Linked DNA regions of Mus musculus: region 2 is linked to region 1. The links are chromatin contacts, called in public HiChIP or PLAC-seq maps. All regions are on one chromosome and are shown on one strand. The core of a region is the stretch at or near the end of the contact, and the rest is flanking DNA. Distances in the headings are between cores, read along the strand shown. Region 1 holds the start of Slfn5 (schlafen 5). Region 2 has its middle 9.3 kb from the start of Gm20234.

Region 1 (6,817 bases), core at 603-3,102:
CGTAATTGCCACTTCTCTAGCCCCAAACAAATAGAGCTTTTTTAAAAATAGAAAAGAAAAACTCAACACAGTGGGCTATAAGAATTTCCCTTCTTGGATTGAAGCCCCTAAGGGAATAGGAACTCTATAGAAAAGCCAACAGAGTCAACTAATCTGGACCCTTGGGGATTCTCAGAGTCTCAACCACCAACCAAAGAACATTCCTTGCAAGTAGGAGACCCTGAGTTTTCACCCCAACACCGCCGGAAACCACCATCTGCTGGTTGTTTTTTTTGTTTGTTTGTTTGTTTTTGTTTTTGTTTTTCTGTAGAAACAAAATCTATGATAAAACCAATGGCTCTAAGTCTGCACTTTGAGACTTTTTTAAAGAAAAAGTCTTACTGTGCAGCCCTGGGTGACCTAGAACTCACTATGTAGACCAGGTTGGTCTTGAACTTCTGGAGATCCACCTGCGACTGTCTTTCCAGTGCTGGGACTAACGGGTGTGGGTCTCACCTGGCATTTTAAGACTTTTAGATGCCTCTAATCTTTGTTTTCCTTCTCCCTTGCTTGTTATAAGTCTAGACTTCTTAGATCCACCAAGTGCCCTCTCAGTGAAAACCTACTGTGTGCTGAGGAGAACAGTGGGCTTTACAAACTGTGCACAATTTAAAAGACACCTCCTCTCCTCCCTTGCAGTTACATAAGAGCAGGAAGTAATACCCTCGAGAAGTTTGAGAGTAGTTTTTCGTTTTGTTTCATATTTTCACCAACAAAGACATTAGAATGTAGAGACTGCCTTTTGGGTCCAGCAGCGACTCCTGAAAGTCCTCCTGCTATGTCAATAATTCAGAAATGGAGTTCTGCTTTCTGATTGGCAGAACTCCTATCCCATCTGGAAAATCCACAGCCATGTCAGTCTCTTCTTTCACTTTCACAAAGATAGAGGCATTTAAAGTTTAAATGTCTTCTGGCATTTAAACCCTTCCATCCGGTTCAGCGTGCTGTGGCACTAAGTCACTGCTCTGCCATAGGTTCAGACACAGAAACCCTCAGTTCCTGCCTATTCCCCTCTCCCACTTCCCCACCACACACACACACACACACACACACACACACACACACACACACACACACACACATTAGGGATCAGTTTCTATTTCCCAGGCACGACAAACCCAGCTTTGGAGAACTTCAGACAGTACACCCACTTCCTCTTAGGGCCTTGCCTCTGAACCACGAGCAACCACCTCACCCCAACCCTAGGACCTGAGGAGCTACTACCAAGTGCTTTCATCTCTCTGATCACTTCCCCTGCCACTTCTGCTTTCAGAACCACCCTGTTTAAAGGGAAACAAAGTCACAGAATCATGCTTTGCAGACCTGCTTCTTTGGTCTGCCCACTGAATTGTTGTTAACCGCGTTATCAGTTATCACAGACACTGGGCTCTGTAGGCACCAAGCCAGAGGTTTAAAGGTGACTCTGGTGATAGACCGGACACTTCTCGTCTCCTCCCCGAGATAGGTCCCTCTCCTCACTCGGCCACCTTCCCCGGGACTTCCCTTCCCAAGCCTTCAACACCTCCGGCCCTCTGCCGCCTAAGCCTATGGGCCCCAGATGCTTCCCAGCCGGCTATCCATGGATGTTACCACAGGTTATAGGAAGCGAACTCTGGAATTCAGGCGCGGCACCCTGCCTCCCCACAACCTCGCGGGGGAACCTGATGACCCTGGATCTGATAAAAAAACTTGTGCAAAAGACTAAGAGGAACCCGTTACCCGCCGGAGTCTGTCCTCCGCAGCCCGCAGGGCGCCCCGTCTCCTGGAATCAGAGCTGATGTCCTGGGTCCAGAGTGGAGACCTCTACCCTGTGTGCTCTTGTCCTTAAATCAGCTGAGCGCAGTGACATCGCATGGGGCGGGGCAATCTGCAGAAAGCAGTCCTGTTCCATGGACCAGGAAACCCCAGTGCTTCCAGTAACCTCAGTTAACTTTAAGAAAGAGAAGAGCTTTTTTTTTTTTCTTTTTCACTTTGAAGGGGCGTTAATAGTTCTTACGGCCACTCAGGGAAGGAAACCTGGCACAATCCCATGTCCCCCAAACCTCCCCGACCCTACTTGACCCTTCACGGGACCCTTCAGACTCCACTGCTCCAGGGTCCCTCTCCTCGGTGCCTGAAAGTCCCTCAGTTTCCCTGGTTTCTGCTGGAATCCTCACAGCAAGATCTTCAGCTTACCAAGGACAGCGATCTTCAGGATGATGGGTCGGTGGAGGCACCTGGAAAAACAAGAGGCAGAAAATTAAAGCCCTCCTTTTTTTTTTTTTTATTACGTATTTTCTTCAATTACATTTCCAATGCTATCCCAAAAGTCCCCCACCCCCGACTCCCCTACCCACCCATTCCCATTTTTTGGCCCTCCTTTATCTCCACTTCCCCAAACGTTCCAGATTGTTGATATCCCCCGCGTCCCACCCCCGCCCTGCTTTCCTCTACCTTTACCCTCCAGGCGCGGTTTCCTGCAGAACAAGTTGCTGCTTGGGGGCTGAAGGGGGGGACAGGGTAGTTCGAAAGGATCCAGAGCAGGATATGCTGCAACTGGGAGTGAGGGTGGAGGCGGAAAAGGACTGAGCTCCCAGGGGGCTAACTCCAGCCTAGATTTCCCGACCCTAAGCATTCCTCCAGTCCTGGAGCCAACTGTCCTCTCCTGCCCTTCTTTGCGCTTCTTAATGTTCTGGCGAGTACATATTTCTCTTAACTCTTTACAACTCAGGCATGGATACCCCCAGAACCCCTGGAGCTGGGGGAACAAATCAGGTTCCCTCCTCCCCAACAGACTAAAGAAGCAAGCTAAAGGAAGCGGAAAGGGGGAGGGGTGCTGTTAAAGAGATTTAAAGCCATTAATAATCTCTCTATTAGTTAGAGACTCAGCTGCCAGCACTTTCCCTTCTCCTGCAGTCAACACAGTTGGAGGCTGCAGTCAGTAAGTCCAGAAAAGCCCAAGGGTGTCACAGAGAGATTCATGTTGGATTCTGTAGCCTTGTGACTCATGGGGGGAGGGGGTGGAGAAGGCACGGGGACTGGGACCTGGCGACCACACCCTTTCATAGCAGCCAGAAGCATAAAGCCTGGTCAGCCTTTTTACATTTCTTCTTTGAAATCCAGATAACTGGTATATAATATTCCCCTTTAAGCAAAGATACATTTCTCACTCTCCATATGTGTCCATGTGTGTGCAGGTACACACACATGTACAGCTATACATGCACATGCATGTTTATACAAGAAGGCCAGAGGACAGACAGTTCATCTGCCCTTCTGTAAACACCTTCTGCCTCGTTTTGAGACAGGCTCTTTCATTGAACTCACCAAATAGGCCAAGATGGTGGGCCAGCAAGCACCCAGTGCTTCCTCTGTGCCTTCCAGGCACTGGGATTACAAACACCCGGTTTGTAGAGATGAAACTCAGATTTGAGCTACCTCTCTAGGCCTCTTTAACCATTCCTGACAGCGAGTTAAAAGTAAACTCTTCATAGACATGCTTACAACGCTCCTTACAATGTTTGCCATTTGATAAAGTGGAATAAAACGAGCTCGGTCTCGAGAGGAAATTGATGTTTTATCAACATCTGTTTAAATGAACAATACATAGCACAGTTAATGTAGGAAGAGCCTATCCTGCAGAGCACCTACACTGAGGTCCGAGAGTGCCCTGACTCTTTTCCTGTCCCAGTAGATAGGGCTCTTCTCAGGAAGCTTAGTCCTTCAACCAAGTCTCAATTTTCTGTTGGGGGAACAGAAAAACAGAAGAGGCTTGGAATTTTCTTTCTGCACTTTTCCCTCAGATTGCAATCACCTTAGCAGAAACAAAAATTCTCTAGAGGGGCTGGTGAGATGGCTCAGCGGGTAAGAGCACTGACTGCTCTTCCAAAGGTCCTGAGTTCAAATACCAGCAACCACATGGTGGCTCACAACCATCCGTAGTGAGATATGACACCCTCTTCTGGTCTGTCAGCTACAGTGTACTTACATATAATAATAATTTTTTTTTAAAAAGTAGTTTTAAAAAATTCTCTAGAGAGTGCCCTCCCTTTGGATTGTCAGTTGAGACAGTGGGCTTGGAAACTACTTGGGGGAATCTCACACTGGGAAAAGGAGAGGTGGCAGCTAGAGAAGGAACTGACTCTCTGGAAGTGCTTTCCCACAGCTCAGACAACTTGCAGGACAGACAGAACCCAGACAGCAATGGGTCAACTTACTAGCAAGACTACACCTTGACCAGGAGTACTGAATTCTGCACACCCTCAGCTTCTGTTTAACTCTAAGCTTGACATCAGTGCCTAGAAGGACTTGTGGGTCACTGGGCCTCCTTGTTTGATCCTCTCCCCGATGTGTGGCCTCCCACACTGAATAACTCTTTCTCTGCTTGTCACTACTACTTATTTCTCTAATTGTTGTATTTAGGATGGGTGGCTGAGTCAGTTTATTGGGGGTTGCCAGGTTTGGGCTTTACCCTCCAAATCTCCAGCAGACAACTTTTCACCTACTGAGAATGAATGTTACCACGTAGAGAAGTGACTTTCTTTCCAAAGACGGCCATTTCCTACTCCAGCAAACAGGAAAGCATGTGATGTTTCCTGGCGGAGAATTAAGACAACAGATGAACCAGAGGCTATGAATCAACTGACCTTAAAATAAAGATATGGTCATCGGAGCCAAAAGATTAGACAGAGAGATATCTCCATCGGATCTCTTTCCTTGGAACTCTGGGAGCCCCACGGAAAAGGGGGGAGGAAAAACTGTAGGAGCCTGAGGGGTTGAGGACACCAGGAGAACATGGCCTACAGACATCAACTAAGCCGGGTTCACCCGGGCTCACAGAGACTGAAGCAGCAATCACAGAACCTGTATCTGTCCTTGCGAGGTCTTCTGAGTACTTGCTGTGGCTGATTAACCTGGTGCTTTTGTGGAACTCCTCACAGTGTGATTGAGGTGTGTATGTGTGTGTGTGGGGGGGGGGGGTGTACATCTCTTGACACTCTCAGATCTCAGGACCCTTTTCCTCCTCCTGGGTTGTCTCACCTAGCCTTGATAGGAGGGTTTGTGCCTAGTTTTATTGTAACTTGTTATGCCATGTTCAGGGGCTAACCCTGGGAGGCTTGCTCTTTTCTGAAGGGAAACAGAGGAGGAGTGGATCTAAAGGAGAGGAGGGTGGTGGGGGGCAACACTGCAAGGAATGGAGGGCAGAGAAACTGGGGTCAGGATGTATTGAAAACAAAATTTTGGCTAAAAAGAAGGAATGTAGATAAATAAATTAAAATAAAATAAAAGAGGTCGTCCTGACTGCCTGTGATGTTCACAAGGATGCTATCAGACCCTGCTTTCTTGGAATGTTCTGGAAGTCTAAGCTTCCTAGGCTCTGGGGCTATCTTAGTATTCAAGTGGAAAGCGGAAACTTGTTGGCAGTTCATGAGATGTTGACGCTCAATTTTAAGAACAATTGCTTGGGAGGCTGAAGAGAAGGCTAGGAGTTAAGAGCGTTCCCTGCTCTTTCAAAGGATCTGGTTTCGATTCCCAGCACCCACATGATGGTTCACCACTCTCTGTAGCTCCAGTTGTAAGAGATCTGATGCCCTTTCTGACCTCAAAGGGTTCTGCGGGTGCATGGTTCACAGATCCAGGCACAGGCAAACACCCATATGCATAAAAGAAAAATGAATAAGATCTCAAAAAAAGTATCGATAGTGAACATTTATAACTAAGGTGGTTCTTCTTGTAACCTATCAAGCAGGAGGAAATCACTCAGCAGTGAAATACACACTTTAAAAGAGAAGTTCATCGCCAGGCGGTGGTACACTTCTTTCATCCCAGCACTCAGGAGGCAGAGGAAGGCAGATCTCTGAGTTCCAGGCCAGCCTGGTCTACAGAGCGAGTTCCAGGACAGCCAGGGCTACACAGAGAAACCCTGTCTCAAAAAAAAAAAAAAAAAAACAAACAACAACAACAAAAATAAAGTCATAAAGCCAAAGCACATTAACTAGATATGATTGAATTAAGGAAGACTGAGGTTTTAATTTAGGAAAAAACCTTCCAAGATATTAAGGGATTTGAATCCACACCAGGGGAGTTCACAGTGAGGCACCAAGCACATCACAAGGCACAAGGAGTCAGCTCGGAACTAGGCTGCTCCTCCCTTGCCCTTCCTCCCAGTCACTTTCTGCACACATGGTTGCTTTCACTCTGAGGTTGTTAAACAAAACAAAAGGTAGGCCCTGTAACAGCTGGAGAAACTTTCAAATTCTCGAATTCTTGATAAAAGGAAACCAGCTTGTTAACCAACACATTTCCTGGGTGTGCCACTGAAAAGCAAGTAGCTACCTTGCTGGTCCTGTGCTCAGAGAGGTTGTAGGCAGAGGAGAGACTGTTCTGTGTATACCGCAATGACAGCGTTTGTCAAAACCCACAGGCCACACAACCCAGAAGGAATCCTAACACACACAGCCTGAGGGCTTTGAATAATTATGCTACATCAGTGTAGGCTCATCGGCTGTAACAAATGTGCTACTGTGCAGCAAACATCCTTGTGTGAGGATAAAAGGTATGTGGGAACCCTCTGCATTCTGGTCTACTTTTCCTTGAACATTCAACTGCTCCAGCAGGGTGGAGAAATGATGGCTCAGCAGTAAAAGCACACTGCTCTTCCAGAGGACCCCAGTCCAGTCCTCACCACTCAGGGGGGTGAGAATTACCTGTAACATCAGCCCTGGGGGATCTGAGACCTCAGGTCTTCTCAGTGCCCACATTCATGTGTACATACTGTACTCCCACAAACACATACTCT
Region 2 (6,120 bases), core at 568-3,067, 130 kb before region 1:
TTTTCGCAAGAAGCCTACCACAGCTGAACACACTCTGATAACATCTTGTTTTTCTCCTATACATCCTGGACCTGTGGTTAAGTGTCTCTAGCTGTACTCCCCAGCGAGTGCACATATACCCATAGTTGCCTTTCAATAAACGAGACTTGAGACTCAAGACTTGAGCAGATAGCCTGTGTTATCTCCATTCTTCGAGTCTCTTGCTCCTATGTCCCCACACTCTCTTTTGCAGACTCCATTGACTGACCCGGTCAATATTTAGAGAGTGTTAGGTGATCTAAAATGTCATTGGTGAGTACTGAGGTGACACAGGTCAGCTTCTGATTTGGCTTGTGCCAGGGGGTAAGGGGTCTGCATTCCTATGTCATGAACACTTAACCACAGGATGAGATAAGGGTGCCCAGCACAGACAGCACATCCTAAGATAAACTATTTTCCCTTCCTTGTGGTTATCTCTAGGCTGGTCTTTAGCATGGGGGATTTATGACCTTATTTCTGGAATGCATGGTCTGTTCCTGGAACTGGTGACTTATGGCCTAGTTCCTGGGAATGGTGGCTTTTCTTTTGAAGTAAGGACTGGTTCTAATATGGGGACAAATGGGATTTATGTTATCCTCTCTCTCTCTCTCTCTTAAAAATATTTATTTATTAGTATAAATAAGTACACTGTAGCTGTCTTCAAATACACCAGAAGAGGACATCAGATCTCATTACGGGCAGTTGTGAGCCACCATGTGGTTGCTGGGATTTGAACTCAGGACCTTGGGAAGAGCTGTCAGTGCTCTTACCCGCTGAGTCACCTCACCAGCCCTTATGTCATCCTTTCAATATGAGAAGACAGAGAGATGAGCAGGATTGGGTTGCATGATTTGGAACTCACAAAGAATCAATAAAAAATTTAAAAAAAAAAGAAATTTACAAACAACCCCCAAGATAATCAGCTATCATGACTCTCCAAAAGATAACGACTCCTCACTGATTCAAAACTACAGACACTAAGGTTTTTTGGCAAAGGGAGAAGGAGATTCTCTGGGGGACACGCCCTGCAAGGTGAGTAGGCAGCCTCCAGGATACAGCTGAACCATTACCCACAGTACCCTTCACTATTGGTAATATATTGCCTTGGTGTGATCAACAGTCCTGGAAGTAACCCCAGTAATGTCTTCAATTCACCAAGCTAGGCTGGGGTGCAGTTAATTCCTTGGATTGTGTTCAGAGCCTCTCTGGAATGGAAGTGAGTTTACTCACATTGTCCTAAGAAAAGTCACAGCAACCTGCCCGGTGGACACTAGAGGAAGCAAAGATGTGTTGGGGTGGGGGTAGGGGGAGAGCTAAGCACTCCCACCTATCAGAACTGATCTTCTCTTCCACAATTAGTGAAAAGATGGAGCCAATGTGCCTGCCTCAGGTTCATGCGAGCACAGGTGTAGCTGGGGGGCCTCAGAGCCACAGAGCGCAGGTGTTCACCTGTCAGTTCCTGCATCTCTTTCCTGACCCTCCTTCCTATTGACAGTGTATGCTGTAATCTCTCCAAATAATCTGGATTTACCTGGGGAACTAAAAAGTCCCATAGATTCTGCTCTTCTGAAAACAGAGAAAGGTGCTGAAACCCTGATCAGGAAAACATCCAGAAACCTGTTCAGGAGTCCTGAGCTGGACCGAGCTGGGTGGAAACCCTCAGGATGAAGACAGAGTCATTGGAACCCAGAGCAGTGAAGCAAGCCCAGGCAAAGGGCCAGGTTTGACTTCCTTCCTGAGGCCTCACCCTTGTTAGGTTTCGATTTCGCAGAAAAGGAAAGCAGAACTCTGTGAGGCCCTTCCAACCTTAAAGGGGGAGAATAACACCCACAGTTATTTCCTCCTTCTTAGAACACTAAAGGAGAAGAATGTAAGTGCTGACTTGAGACCATTTCTCAGAAGGATCTAAGTACACTGGGGAAAAAAGCAATCTTGCAGTTCTTTTTTCAATATTTGCTCAACTGTTGCTTTTATATTTTTCCTTTCTTTGTCTCACCTTTGTTTTTTAAAGCAGAGTTTTATCAAGTAAATTCCTGTGTACACAAAGTGTCTTAAGTGCTTGAACCTCTTGCCTCCTCCTCCCCAGGTCTGAGATTCCAGGCCTGTGCTACCATGTTTAGGTTTTGCTTACCTTTAGCATAAAGGATGATGGGTTTCACTGTGTCCTTTCCATAGTTGTGTCCTGTTGTAGGTTGTTCCATTTAATCATAAGTGCCCATTAGTGTTTCCCCATTCCCCCCCAGTCCAGTTAGTCTGACCTACACCCACAAATCAGTGACCTTGCCCACCCTGTCAATACCACCCTCCTCACCCTCGCTACCTAGAACACAGCCAGTGGGCTGCAGTAAAATTTTATTCACACAGACATTACATAGAGCAGGTGTCACACTTAAGAGTTTCTTTTTCTTTTCTTTTTTCTTAGATATTTTATTCATTTACATTTTAAATGTTATCCCCCAAATCCCCTATACCCTCCCCCCCCCAGCCTACTCACCTACTCCTGCCTCCTGGCCCTGGCATTACCCTGTACTGGGGCATATGATTTTCGCAAGACCAAGGGCCTCTCCTCCCAATGATGGCTGTAGTGGCTATTCCTGGTTGTCAACTTGACAATATTTGGAATGAACTACAATCCGGAATTGGAAGGCTCACCAGTGACCCTTATCTGGAGGCTTGGAGATCCTTATCTGGATCTTGGTTTGAAGATCTTGAGCCATAGTGGCTATGGATTCCAGAAGATTGAATCTCCGAGTTTAAGGAACACACCTTTAATCTGGGCTACGCCTTTCATCTGGGATTAAAGGTGTGGTGGAACACACCTTTAATCTGGGCTCCACCTTCTGCTGGAGACAATATAAGGACATTGGAAGAAGGGAGTCTAGCTCGAGCTCTTGCTCCTTCGCCTGCTTGCTGCGTGAGACTGAGTAACTGCTAGATCCTTGGACTTCCATTCACAGCTGCGACTGAACCATTGTTGGGAATTGGGCTGCCGACTGTAAGTCATCAATAAATTCCTTTACTATCTAGAGACTATCCATAAGTTCTGTGACTCTAGAGAACCCTGACTAATACAGAAGTTGTTACCAGGAGTAGTTCTAGAGTAACAGAAGTACAAGGATGAATCTTTTAAAATACTGGAATTGGCTTGTTGATCCACCAGCACTTTCAACCATTGAAACCTCTCCAGATTCTCTCCCTCCTGGGAGCTCAGAGAATTTTGAAGACCCATGGTTGAAACTATATTCCAAACTTAAAGAAGCTAATGCCCTTGATTTTCTTAATGAATTAGGTGATTCAGTGCACAAAGCTTTCTACAAGATGGGGAAAAAATCGGAAAATGATTTTACTGGCTGGCTGCTCTTAGTATCTGTGGAAAAAATGATGAATGAAAGGAAGGAGCTGTGTGATAAAATCGAAAGGCTCCAGACACAAGTAAACGATCTAAAAGTTGCTAAGTGTGTCCTTGAGGAGAATCTTCTCTCTTGTAGCAATAGAGCTCAAGTTGCAGAAAATCAAACAGAAACTCTCATTGTAAGGTTGGCTGAACTACAGCGAAAATTCAAGTCTCAGCCTCAGAGTGTGTCAACAGTTAAAGTAAGGGCTCTAATTGGCAAAGAATGGGATCCTACAACATGGGACGGGGATGTGTGGGAAGACCATGTTGAAGCTGAGAATTTTGAATCTTCAGATTCTCAAGGGTTTGCCCCACATGAGGAAGTAGTACCCTCAGCCCCACCCCTTGAAATAATGCCTTCGCCACATGAGGAAATTAATTTTGCAGAGTCTGATAAACCAGCAATGACTTTCACTACTGATGTTTCTCAAGGCCCACCAATAGTTTCTTCTAGACCTGTAACCAGACTCAAAGCAAAACAGGCTCCTAGAGGGGAGGTAGAAAGTGTAGTCCATGAGGAAATTCGCTACACTACTAAGGAGCTTAATGAGTTTGCTAATTCATTCAAGCAGAAACCTGGTGAATATGTGTGGGAATGGATTTTAAGGGTGTGGGATAAGGGTGGAAGGAACATAAGACTAGAGCAGGCTGAGTTTATTGACATGGGTCCTCTGAGTAGAGATTCTAGGTTTAATACGGAAGCTCGCATAGTTAAAAAAGGTATCAAAAGTTTGTTTGAATGGTTGGCTGAGGTGTTTATCAAAAGATGGCCTACTGGAAATGACTTGGAGATGCCTGATATTCCATGGCTTAGTGTTGATGAAGGGATTTTAAGACTTAGGGAAATTGCAATGCTAGAGTGGATATATTGTGTAAAGCATAATTGCCCACAATGGGAAGGTCCAGAAGATATGCCTTTCACTAGCTCTATAAGACGCAAATTGGTGAGAGGGGCACCAGCACATTTGAAGGGTTTTGTTCTTTCCCTTTTCCTTGTGCCAGATCTTAGCATTGGAGATGCTTCTGCTCAATTAGATGAATTAAATTCACTGGGTTTAGTTGGATTCCGAGGTAACAAGGGCCAGGTGGCAGCATTGAATCGCCGGAGACAAGGTGATTCTAGTTTTTATAATGGACAGCGTAGACAAAAGAATGTTTATAATAACATACCCAGTAATGGTCAGCACAGGAGAGGTGAAATTTATAATGGCATGACTTGGTTGGACCTTTGGTACTGGCTAACCAATCATGGTGTTTCCAGGAATGAAATACATAGGAAGCCTACTGCATATTTGTTTGATCTGTATAAGCAGAAAAATTCTCAAACAAATGAAAGAAAGGCTACATTAGATCGTGGTAAACAGCAATCTCGGCCAGTGAATCAATTTCCAGACTTGAGACAGTTTGCAGATCCAGAACCCCTTGAATGAAGGGGTGGCCAGGTTCCGCTGAGGAAGGATCTTGATAAGACACTCAAAGGTTTTGCTGTTACCCTTTCTCCAGTTCTTCCCCAGAGGGACCTACGGCCTTTTACAAGGGTAACTGTACACTGGGGAAAAGGAAATAATCAGACTTTTCGGGGTCTGCTGGATACTGGTTCTGAGTTGACACTGATCCCAGGGGATCCCAAGAAACATTGTGGCCCTCCAGTTAAAGTAGGGGCTTATGGAGGGCAGGTGATTAATGGAGTTTTGACTGATGTCCGACTCACAGTAGGTCCAGTAGGTCCCCGGACACATCCTGTGGTGATTTCCCCAGTTCCAGAATGTATAATTGGGATAGATATACTCAGAAATTGGCAGAATTCTCATATTGGTTCCCTGAACTGTAGAGTGAGGGCTATTATGGTTGGAAAGGCCAAATGGAAGCCTTTAGAGTTGCCTCTGCCAAAGAAAATAGTGAATCAAAAACAGTATCGTATTCCTGGAGGCATTGCAGAAATTACTGCCACTATCAAGGACTTGAAAGATGCAGGGGTGGTGGTTTCCACTACATCTCCGTTTAACTCTCCTATTTGGCCAGTGCAGAAAACAGATGGATCATGGAGAATGACAGTTGATTATCGAAAACTAAATCAGGTAGTAACTCCAATTGCAGCTGTTGTACCAGATGTAGTTTCGTTACTTGAGCAAATTAACACATCTCCTGGCACCTGGTATGCGGCTATTGATCTGGCAAATGCCTTCTTCTCAGTACCTGTCCATAAGGACCACCAGAAGCAATTTGCTTTCAGTTGGCAAGGCCAACAGTATACTTTCACAGTTTTGCCTCAAGGATATATTAACTCTCCTGCCCTGTGTCATAATTTAGTTAGAAGGGATCTTGATCGTCTGGATCTTCCACAAAATATCACATTGGTGCACTATATTGATGACATTATGCTGATTGGACCAAGTGAGCAGGAAGTAGCAACTACTTTGGACTCATTGGTAACACATATGCGTATCAGAGGATGGGAAATAAATCCAACCAAAATTCAAGGACCATCTACCTCAGTGAAATTCTTAGGAGTCCAGTGGTGTGGGGGCATGCAGAGATATTCCTTCTAAGGTGAAAGATAAGTTATTGCACCTGGCCCCTCCTACAACCAAGAAAGAAGTACAACGTTTAGTGGGTCTATTTGGATTCTGGAGACAACACATCCCTCACTTGGGTGTGTTACTTAGGCCTATTTACCAAGTGACTCGGAAAGCTGCTAGCTTTGTGTG

Evidence for each region. HiChIP or PLAC-seq counts read pairs in DNA pulled down with a chosen protein or histone mark.
Region 2: a BATF HiChIP or PLAC-seq map of CD8 T cells shows a contact between it and region 1, with 5 read pairs. The contact joins the enhancer-like site here to the promoter of Slfn5 in region 1. A contact is called at or near these places in 5 of 115 datasets of contacts at active chromatin or transcription factors (CD8 T cells, the SCID.adh cell line, bone marrow-derived dendritic cells and 2 more) and 3 of 9 other capture datasets (adipose tissue, liver and pancreatic islet).

What each region holds. Positions count from the first base shown.
Region 1 is chr11:82,947,137-82,953,953 of GRCm38.p6, reverse strand. Slfn5 (schlafen 5) reads right to left here and starts at 1,852. Exons shown (of 6, transcript NM_183201.4): 1 at 1,759-1,852. All of the region lies in intron 1 of Slfn5os (schlafen 5, opposite strand), which reads left to right.
Region 2 is chr11:83,073,913-83,080,032 of GRCm38.p6, reverse strand. No RefSeq gene overlaps it. Among named protein-coding and RNA genes, the nearest start is that of Gm20234, 9.3 kb to the right of the region's middle. Within about 2 kb of position 1,817, at least 196 of the 459 cell types and tissues checked have an H3K27ac peak or open chromatin away from gene starts, as enhancers often do. A contact at or near this core is called in CD8 T cells, the SCID.adh cell line, adipose tissue and 4 more, where this site is marked.